3 separate regions of the Mus musculus genome follow, and all the other regions are linked to region 1. Evidence: chromatin contacts called from public promoter capture Hi-C data. All regions are on one chromosome and are shown on one strand. The core of a region is the stretch at or near the end of the contact, and the rest is flanking DNA. Distances in the headings are between cores, read along the strand shown. Region 1 holds the start of Gabra5 (gamma-aminobutyric acid (GABA) A receptor, subunit alpha 5). Region 2 has its middle 46 kb from the start of Gm23911. Region 3 has its middle 13 kb from the start of Gm23911.

What was found. Promoter capture Hi-C pulls out the DNA fragments that hold promoters and counts their contacts.
Region 2: a promoter capture Hi-C map of stem cell-derived epiblast-like cells shows a contact between it and region 1, with 3 times the contacts expected there. The contact joins the enhancer-like site here to the promoter of Gabra5 in region 1. A contact is called at or near these places in 4 of 39 promoter capture datasets (cranial neural crest, liver and stem cell-derived epiblast-like cells), 1 of 484 Hi-C or Micro-C datasets (embryonic stem cells), 3 of 115 datasets of contacts at active chromatin or transcription factors (embryonic forebrain and embryonic stem cells) and 1 of 9 other capture datasets (embryonic stem cells).
Region 3: a contact with region 1 is called in a promoter capture Hi-C map of hippocampal neurons, with 7 times the contacts expected there. The contact joins the enhancer-like site here to the promoter of Gabra5 in region 1. A contact is called at or near these places in 3 of 39 promoter capture datasets (hippocampal neurons, liver and neural stem cells), 2 of 484 Hi-C or Micro-C datasets (cerebral cortex and cortical neurons) and 3 of 115 datasets of contacts at active chromatin or transcription factors (embryonic forebrain, forebrain and stem cell-derived neural progenitor cells).

Annotation. Positions count from the first base shown.
Region 1 is chr7:57,508,238-57,511,409 of GRCm38.p6, forward strand. Gabra5 (gamma-aminobutyric acid (GABA) A receptor, subunit alpha 5) reads right to left here and starts at 1,772. Exons shown (of 11, transcript NM_001362162.1): 1 at 1,503-1,772; 2 at 261-320.
Region 2 is chr7:57,957,229-57,960,508 of GRCm38.p6, forward strand. No RefSeq gene overlaps it. Among named protein-coding and RNA genes, the nearest start is that of Gm23911, 46 kb to the right of the region's middle. Within about 2 kb of position 1,788, at least 10 of the 459 cell types and tissues checked have an H3K27ac peak or open chromatin away from gene starts, as enhancers often do. A contact at or near this core is called in stem cell-derived epiblast-like cells, where this site is marked.
Region 3 is chr7:57,991,058-57,993,932 of GRCm38.p6, forward strand. No RefSeq gene overlaps it. Among named protein-coding and RNA genes, the nearest start is that of Gm23911, 13 kb to the right of the region's middle. Within about 2 kb of position 1,489, at least 11 of the 459 cell types and tissues checked have an H3K27ac peak or open chromatin away from gene starts, as enhancers often do. A contact at or near this core is called in hippocampal neurons, where this site is marked.

The sequences.
Region 1 (3,172 bases), core at 522-3,021:
AAGCCTGGCCCTTGTTACTAGCAGACTGTGCCAGCTCAGTTTGCACCATCTCCTCTGGGCAGCAAGGCGGTGTAAAAAGGTGACAGTTGCAGCTTTAGTTCACTTTTACAGAGTGTACAGTCGTTTTAATAGACTGATTGCATCCCTTAATATTGTACTGTTTTAGCAGGGTATAAATGACCCAATTATTAACATAGGTCTCAAAGTTATCTGACAATTGCATTTTGCATCTATCAAATCCACAAGTTAGATAAATTTACCTTTCTGAAATATTTGCCACACGTTCAAAGCCAGCAAGCTGCTTCTTGTTCTGCAAGGTGCTGAAAGTGTGTGGGAAGAGGGGGAAAGGCACATGTCAGAAACACGTCTTCTATAGGATCGCAATGGTAGACTTGCCGGTGAGGGTCAGACTTTCTGGGTTGGCATTCTGCCCCCAGGACTACATGGCTTAGTAATCACGACACTTGGAACATATCTCTGTTCTTAGCTAGACGCTGGTTAGCGCAGTGGTAATCCAAGCAAGCACTGACCCTGGGCCAGCAGCAACCTTAGAGAAGGCACATAACATCTCAACATGCGCATAACGCAAATAGATGCTCAATGCACACGAGCAAGCCAGAGTTCCAAAAGAAACACATTTCTACGGAGACACCCCCCAACCCCAAAGTCCAGAACTGAAAAACCACACAACAGGTACTTCCATCTCGAAGGATAAGGCCCTCTGAGATTCCCTTCAAGAATAGAAGGCTGGCATGCGGTGGTCGCTTGGGCGAATCCTAGGGCTCGGCGCCGGTAGCCAGGCGAGTCTAGGCGGCGAGCACGCGGCGCCGCATGCAGGAAAACCCGGGCGGTGCCTTCTGCTGCCCCTGAGCCCCCGACTTCTCGATCCCCACAGCGAGACTGCTCTCCCTGGGGCCCCCCAGATTCCGGTGCGAGCTCACCAGTGCTGGCGCACAGCGCAGGTGGGATAAGGGGTGGCACTGCGGAGCCGCAGCCTCCGCCACCCCGCACCTGCTGCCGCTCCGCAGCGCCACCGGACACCTCTGGTGGTCCTGCCCTCAGGCTCGTCCCTCCAGACCTCCTTAGCCCCCAAGCCCGCCAGCTGAGCGCTCGGCAGGCAGCGCCTTCTTCCTCTGCTGCGCGCGGTGCAGTGGCGGCGCAGCCAGAGCCCGGCCTCGAGCAACCCGCGCGACAGGCGCGCGACACCAAGTGGGGCCCGCGCCCACCGCGCGCCCCTGCTCCTGAGCGGGAGCCGCCTTCCAGGCCGGCGAGCTCCACGACGGCCGCAAGCAGCAGCTCTCTGCTGTCCACCGCGAACCAGGAGGCGCTGCGCCCACAGCCCCGTCCAGCCGCGCCACCGGATCCCCTGCCCTCCGTGCTGGTGGCCTCCGCAGTCTCCGGGCAAAGTTTGCACTGCGGGATCCGAGAGCGCCCAACTGCCCTGCGCTCTTCCTGATTCTGAGGCCGGGGTGCCCGCAACGGTGGCCGCCGCAGCTCCTTACCCTACGCGCGGGCCCCGGCTGGCGAGCCGTCGGCGAGGGCGCATCCTGCTTCGCCGCCGCCCGCTGTCCCTGCGCGGCTGGCTGGTGCGGTGTCACCGCCCCATACTGCCGGAGCGAACTTGCCCGGCGCTCGGCGCCGAGGAGCCCCGGAGCCCTGCGCTCCCGCTGCCGCCTTGCGGCTCTGTTCCGCGCCGCGCCTGAGGCCGCGCGTTGCCCCGCTGCAGATTCCCCCAGCGCCCCCGGCGGACTCGCGCTCGCTCTCACCTCTCCAAAGCGCCACATGTCGTCTCTGGGTTTGAGGAACGTCCCTCTGCCTAGGCGCCCGGTAGAGGCCGCCAGACTCTCATCAAATGCACGGCCCCCGGCCCCCGCTCAGCCCAGGAAGCGGGCATGGGAGCTACTGTCTGACCCGCTTCGGGAAAGACCATGTTTCTGCTGAAGTTGCTTGTGGGCATTGGAAGCATATTTGGTTCCCCCTGGAATAATCGCTAGTCACCTTTTAGGACAGAGGAGGCAAGGTGTGGGGACTGACATCAGCATCTGTAACCTAGGTGGATGCTTATGTCAGGTAGGATGGCCAGCACTTTTTGTTCTAACTCAGGAGCAACCTTGAATTTACCCAGCCATTCTTTTCAGAAAGAAACTGGTGCAAGAGAACCCTCATCATTTAATTCACGAAGAGTAATTATTGCTGGATCTTACAGTGAAACCCTTTCACAATAGCAGTGCATGTTTAGGACGTTAGTGAAGACTCATTCCTTGATAAGCTATAGCATCCTTAATGCAGATACAGAGTATGGGGTCGCAGATATAAAAGTAGGTCACAGGCGGTGCAAAGCTTTTCTGTGCCCCTCTGGGGGCTGGAAGGAAGATATTACCTTCTCAGCGGGCACTTGCGGTTGATTAACGTGTTGGTCCAATGTCAGTATCATAGTTTATGCGAGACAAGGGCAGCCAGGACCAATTACGACTGGGAAGAAAAGGCCCTTTCAAATGTTACACAAACTGGACGCGGAGGCAGCTCCTTTCTCTACTGCAGTGTGTTGTTTCCACTGGAGTAAGCTTAGAGCTTGCTTAGCGTACAGAAAGCACTGGGTTCCATTCCCTGCGCTATGTAATCCCCGCACTGTTGGCATATGCCTGCAATCCCAGAACCCAGGAGGAAGAGCAGAAGCTCAAGGTTATTGTGCAGTCTACTGAGTTCTATGCCCTCCTGGTATCCATGCTAACCTGTCCAAAACAAAACAAAACACCAGAAAAGACTTGAATCGAAATCCTGGGGTTTGCTTCGGTGTTGCAAATTTTGTGGGGCACAGACTGTTCAGTGACTTCTAAGTGACAGCACGAACAGTCAAATCTCTCTCTCCCTGTTGGATCCTTCTTTAACAGCGCTGAGCAGAAAAGCCCACCCAAGCCTCTACCCATTCTCCAGTTGGGCCAAAGTACTTAATGGCACTTTTACACATTATAGAAACTCTGATTTTTCCAAAATGAGAACCTGTAAAATTATTTCAGAAACAGGATATAAGTATTACCTTTTTTGCACACATGTAATAGAGCTTACCATGACTATATAGTTAGCCATAGTCTTAAATGACTCTGAGACAAGGGATTCTTCTTGATAGAACATATTCATTCATTCAAGTGGCTTTTCTAAGATGGATAAATTG
Region 2 (3,280 bases), core at 538-3,037, 450 kb after region 1:
CCTTTATAAGAATTATTGTACAAAATCATATCTCATGCACTGTGTTATATTTAAAGAATCTTATGAATTATCACAAAAATGACATCCTGTAATGACTTTGACTGCCAGAGTAACAAACACTGAGCATGTAGGTTAGTCTCTTGCTTTATCAGTGAGAGGTGATTTCATTTTGAATAAGCTTGCCTCAGATCCAGGATACTGTTTTCACTCTGAGAACACAACCAGCCTGAAATTTCTGACATTCATAAGGAAGCTACTAAGAAATAGCTTGAGTTGAGAGTTACTTCAAAGAAATTGGCAATTAAATAGGGCCTTTTCTGATTACACTACAAACTTTATCTTATACCTAGAAGTGATGTAGTTTGCTTGCCTATTGATTTTGTCCTCAAACATCTTTGTGTGAGCAAGATCAACCAAAAGGAAGGCAGTCCAGAAAACGTGGATCAACTCTCAGAGACTGCATTAATTGCAGGTAGTCTCTTAACCTGTGTACTGGGACACTCTGGACAAATGGGAGAGCTGGAGATGGGTTTGTGCAGGTCCAGTGGAGCTAGGTGTATACAGCTTCGGGGGAAGAGTAAGTCAAACACAATTGCAATGTAAAAGGGAGGATGTTCCATTACCTTGTAGGATCATTGGGTCAATGACACAATAACCATTCTCTAGCTCCAATTAAACCAAATTTAAGTAAGGGGTGATGGGACCATCTACAAACCAAAGTAGGCTGAGAAATGAAATTAAGTCTGGTCCTTTGAATCACTGAAGGAAGTGAAACCTCAGCATCATTCATGTAAGCAAGTGTTCAGTCAAACACCAACTAGACAACTACATGGACACAAAGAAATTCTTATTTGGTGTAGTTCAAAACTGCCAAATAATGAAGCAGAGGGAATAGCAAAAATGGTAGAGGGTCTTGCCAGTTATAAGAGATTATATTGCCTCTGGATTTTGGAGAGTTAGTTGAAACATCTTGGGAAATAATGTGAGGTTTTGATCTGTTAGAGGTGTGGTTCCTAATCTGTAGGACACCCAAGAGGGTCACATATCAGATATCTATACTATGATTCAGAACAGTATTAAAATTATAGTTCTGACATAACAACAAAATGATTATTTGGGAAGGGTGGGTCACCACAATATGAGGATCTGTATTACAGGATTGTAGCATTAGTAAGGGTGGGCACCATTCTCTTAAGGGCTTATCGGAAAAAAAATAAAGAACTAGATGTTCTTTCAAGAGGTAGAGTATTGTAGTGTCAAGTTTTAATGGAATGGCATTTTCTGGAGAACAGAAACCCATTTTACAAGGTTTCTTAAGAATTCTGGCTTTAAGTAGTAATCCTTCTGTTTACCTGGTCAGAGCCTGAGCTGTGCTTAGACATCAGCTATGAAAGCTTCAGTAGTGCTACGTACACTCCAGTGAAGTTTGCTTGGCAGGGCGAGAGGCCTGGGAGCACTCACAAAGCAAAGAGTTTCACGGAAACTCACCTCCTGAAACTTTGGCATTCTCATAACCTACTCTTACCCTATCCCCGCATTAGTCTGGTGTATGGATCTATGTGCTCTCTTTTAGTATTATTTTATTAAAAGTGCCTTTTAAGATTGAATTCTGGCATAGCTAAGCCTTCACCAGTGTTCCAACGTCCCAGAAAATCCTTGAAGCCAACAACCTTGGAATTCAGTAGGAATTCAGTGAGAAGGTTATCTATTCTGTAACATTCAACTTACTTCTAGTAGAGACAGTGAAACTAATTAGGTATTACAAAGAACAGAGCTGGAATAGCTTGGGGCTGGTCTGCAGAGTGTTTGCTTGGGACAATAGCCAGTCTTACCCAAACACAATGGCCTAGGTAATAGGTGGGTTTACCATGAAAGAATTAGGGAATCCCACTGAGACAGGAATCTTCACTACAGCCAGGCATAGCAGGCTACATTGCATATTAGAAGCAAGTTGGTGGATTCTTCTAACAAATGGAGGTTCTCCACAGATACTTAAAAGAACAGCCAAGTTACACTCATACAAGAATTTATCAAGGCCTAGGAAATAGGGGGGTTGTGGTATTGCATTATTCATGAGAAGGTCTGCTAGAGCAGAACCCCCTGGTGCTAGCTTTCACAAGGCTCAAAGGAGTAGCACAAATTGTGACTAGGGTGTGAAATCCTTAGCTGTCATTAAGCTGACCCTAGGCAGGACTGCTTTATCTTTACTGTAAACATTTACCTGGCTCCTGTAAGTCCTTCTGAAGTCATTCCTTTGTTTTGTGTCAGGTAACTTCAATGTACTTTGCCTGCTGTGACATCCAACCCCTTTGTTTTCTGTATTATATAAGACTCGTGTTCACTTTGTGACAATACATTCAGATTCTACACAATCTCCTGTGTGCATCTGTCTGTCATTCCTGCAGACTCCTTGCCCATCTGCAACCAGAGACCCGTCCTACACAGACAAGGGACCAAGAGGGTCTGTGGCACAGTAGCACTGCCACTTTGGCAGGATTGGGACCTAACAATCACTTTTCACATCTCCTCCTTTACTTTGCTGCCTTTCCCATTCATGTATCTGTTGTGAGAATAGACCCTGAGATATTGTCTCAGGATTACTCTATTCACTTGTGAGAGGGTAGAGTTTTTCCTAGCATTCTCTACTGCAATAAAGAAAATTCAACTGTTTTACACATTCCTGGGATTTTAAAAGAATCTTGTCTGAAAGTAAATGGGAAAAAAAAAAGTCTTATTCAAACTCATTATGCATTTGCAACAGGGTTCTGAGCCAGATTATTTTGGGGGAGAGTCCTAATACAGTAAGTAAGAAAGTGATTCTGCAGTTAACACCTGTTGGGAATCCCTCAATTTAATTCAATTCCAACACTTACATACCTGGAGACACAGTTAAGTTAGTTCTCACACGTTGAGAGATTGGTTGCTAAGAATAACATCCGGACACTTCAGATGCCAATCATAAACCCCAGGTGTGTCTCCTGTCTTCAAGCTGTAAACAAGGATTCCCATATCCAGTCTCACATTTGATTAATTTGCTAGACCTGCTCACAAAACAAAAGGAAGCTCATTTATTGGTGCACTATCAAGAGTATTGTGAGGGATAAAGATGAAGAAATTTGAAGGGCAAGGAGCCCAGGAGTTCTGTGGGGATTTGGAAACCTCACTTATCTTAGTACTCTTTGTGAGCTTGGTTTTCATAATCTCCACATCTCTGACAATTTGTGGTTTCAAGGAGGATTCATTACACAGGTGAGATTGATTAAGTCATTGAAGTCTGGTG
Region 3 (2,875 bases), core at 239-2,738, 480 kb after region 1:
TCTTGCTGGTAAGCTATTGTCAATAGATCTTCCACAGAATTCTCATAAAAGGTCTTTTGATACAATCCAGCCATCTATAAATGTATACCCCACTTTGTTAAGCAATGTTTATGTTAACTGTAATGTCAAGGAATTTTCCTCATTAAGCTTGTCTCTTAGTGCTTGAAGAAAGTCAATGGCTGACTTCTAAACTAACATTGGCTGTAGAAAGGCTCCTGGATCCTTAAGCGAGACAAATGGCCTCCTCCACAGTGTACACGTGAAGGTAAATCTCATTGATGCCTACGACAACGCCTTCTTTGTGTGGTTTGGGTTGAGTATGCTCTTCCTCTAATAAAGGCAAAGCGGCCTCACCTATTTTTCTAATTGTGCTCTCAGGAAGAGTTACAGAACCTCGAACAATCTCACTTTTCATATGCTACAGATACTGCCTTACTCATATGATGGGCTCCAGAGACGTGTGCCATCTCCGAACAGCTGTCATATGCTCTGGATCATTCTCATTGGTTAAGGTTTAATGTGGCCCCTTAGATAGACCCTCCTCTGGGTAACTCTGACTGCTGTTCCTCAGTCATAGACCTTTTTTTTTTCAGCTAGAAGCAGTTAAAAGCAGTCAGTCCCTGCAAGATCCTAACAGCAATTAGGGTGTGACCTCTTAGAGAAGGAAATGAGACCAACAGACTCCCTTTTAGGGAGACAGAGAGAGGAGCCAAGAGTTGGTAATAAATGTGAATTTTCAAAATGGCTAGCTTCTTCCTTACCCTTCTCTTGAGACAAAGGGCTAGCAGCTTGAAAAGAAGGCTTTGTGAGATTTTGTCTCTCATCCACAGGCCACGTGCTGATGTGACTCATTAAGTTCAAAGCTTAGTGAGGACATGTACACAACAGTTCTGGGCCAGTAAACCATTCCAGTTTCCTTCGAACTGACCAACCTTAAATTCCAAGAGGAAGATGCTTCAGAGACTTCAAAGCCCCCAGACTTGAAGAGACTGGATTTTTCAGCTTCCCAAGTCTGCTTATTTTTCTGTATCGCTTCATCACCCCCAATAAACACTTTTCTTCAACAGCTAATTCTTTCTGTGTTGCTTGAGATTTCTCTGCTCAGATATTTTTCTGACTTTTAATTATTTAATTGGCAGAGAAAATGAACAGGATCAAGACACCTAAGCAGTATCAAAACCCCTAGACTGTATCAGTGCAATGTCCACATCGGCTGCTGTTTCATTCAGACTCAACGCTCCTCTTGCTTCAAGCACTGAGGAGGAGATGTCAATTGTGGCACCATGGGTTGCATAGGAGACTCAGGGTTAGGGAAATCATCCATGAACAAAAATAAAGAGATGAGGATGTAATCCACATCGCTGAGATGTGGATTATAGAGGCAGTTTTTTTCCGGAGTATAAAGTAGACCAAGACTACCACAGACTGGCAGAGAATGGAGACTGGTGTAGGAAGGAGTTGCCAAGAGAACAGTGACCGTGTGGTGGTAGGTTATATTGTTCTGCTACATAAAAGAAAAAAGGAAACTGAGAGAACTGCCATATTTGGTGTAGGCTCTCTCTTCATCTGCTGAGACAAAAATGGCATTTGGGGGTGGGGAAAATAGCAGATGGCTTTTCCTATCAAATGCAACTCATGCCAATAAGTTCTTATTTAAAGCGAGTCTACAGTCAGAGGCTAAATTTGTTTTTCTGGCCACGGTTTACTGAATCCTGGGAAGAAGCCTGAAGGGTCAAACTTATTTTATTCCAAGAATGGGTATGGATGGCCTGGATCGGTCTATATTGCTCCTGGGCTCTACTGGGTTTACGGGCAGCTGCTCCCCTAGGTGGGGGCTTGTATTTTGATTCTGGGAACCTTGATTTTAAGAAAGCTAAGAACACGGGAGACTCTCTATCCTCCATGAACTCTAGTTGAACCCGACAGATGTTCAAACTTTTCATTTTCTCCTCCAGCGAGGCTTAATGGAGATTTTGTTACCAGGGTAATCATCTCTCTGTTTGCTCTATTAATCTAGGCTCTCTGAATGTTGACTCTAGATATATAAAGGCAGCTGAAATATCTGTTTTCCCGTTGATTTATCAGCTTGGATTTTTCACTTTGTAATTTTGCTCTCTAATATCAACCCCTTAATTTAAGCAAAAATGAAAAAAAGACAAATGTTTGACTGCCTTCAGTCTAATCTCAACAATGGAAAACGAATTTTAGTTGTTCTTTGGACTGTTTAATATTGGTTATTGCTCTAGCCAAACCCTGCTTGGAATTGTGGCTTTTGAGTCACACAGATCGTGTCCATCTAAGTGGCTGATCCATTTATACTTCCTAAAATATGTCACTTTCAGATGCAGAAGTGGAAGTCAGTGGCAGAATGCTTGCCTAGTATGGTTGATGCTCAGATACAAATCAGCACCAAAAGAGAAAAGCAAGCAAACCAGCTTTCATGGTCCTGTTTCCTTTCTAGTGTGAAGGTAGGAATACCACAGACGATAATTAGGAGGACTAAGTAAGATTATGTGTGTTTACTTCCTGCTTGTATGACTTGTCCTCAGAAAGTGAGTTCCTTAGTTTCTAAGGTAATACCAACTATGGGGAAGAGAGAGAATGGCCTGTGTGCAGAGACTAAATGACTCTCTCTGAACTATATGAGAGGACATGCAGAGCACACCTCCCAGAGGAAGAACAGTAATAGTTGCTTGAGTGACGGTCTGATTTGCTTTGCTCCACATACTGATGATCAGAGTCACTGTGGAGCACACAGTGCTCATTGACCACTGTTAGTGAGTGGAAAGTGTCTGAGGATAAAAAGGAATGTTGTTGCACGTGGCCCTACCCTGACAAAAGGAATTCTCTGTCTTTTTTTTTTCCACTTAAAACT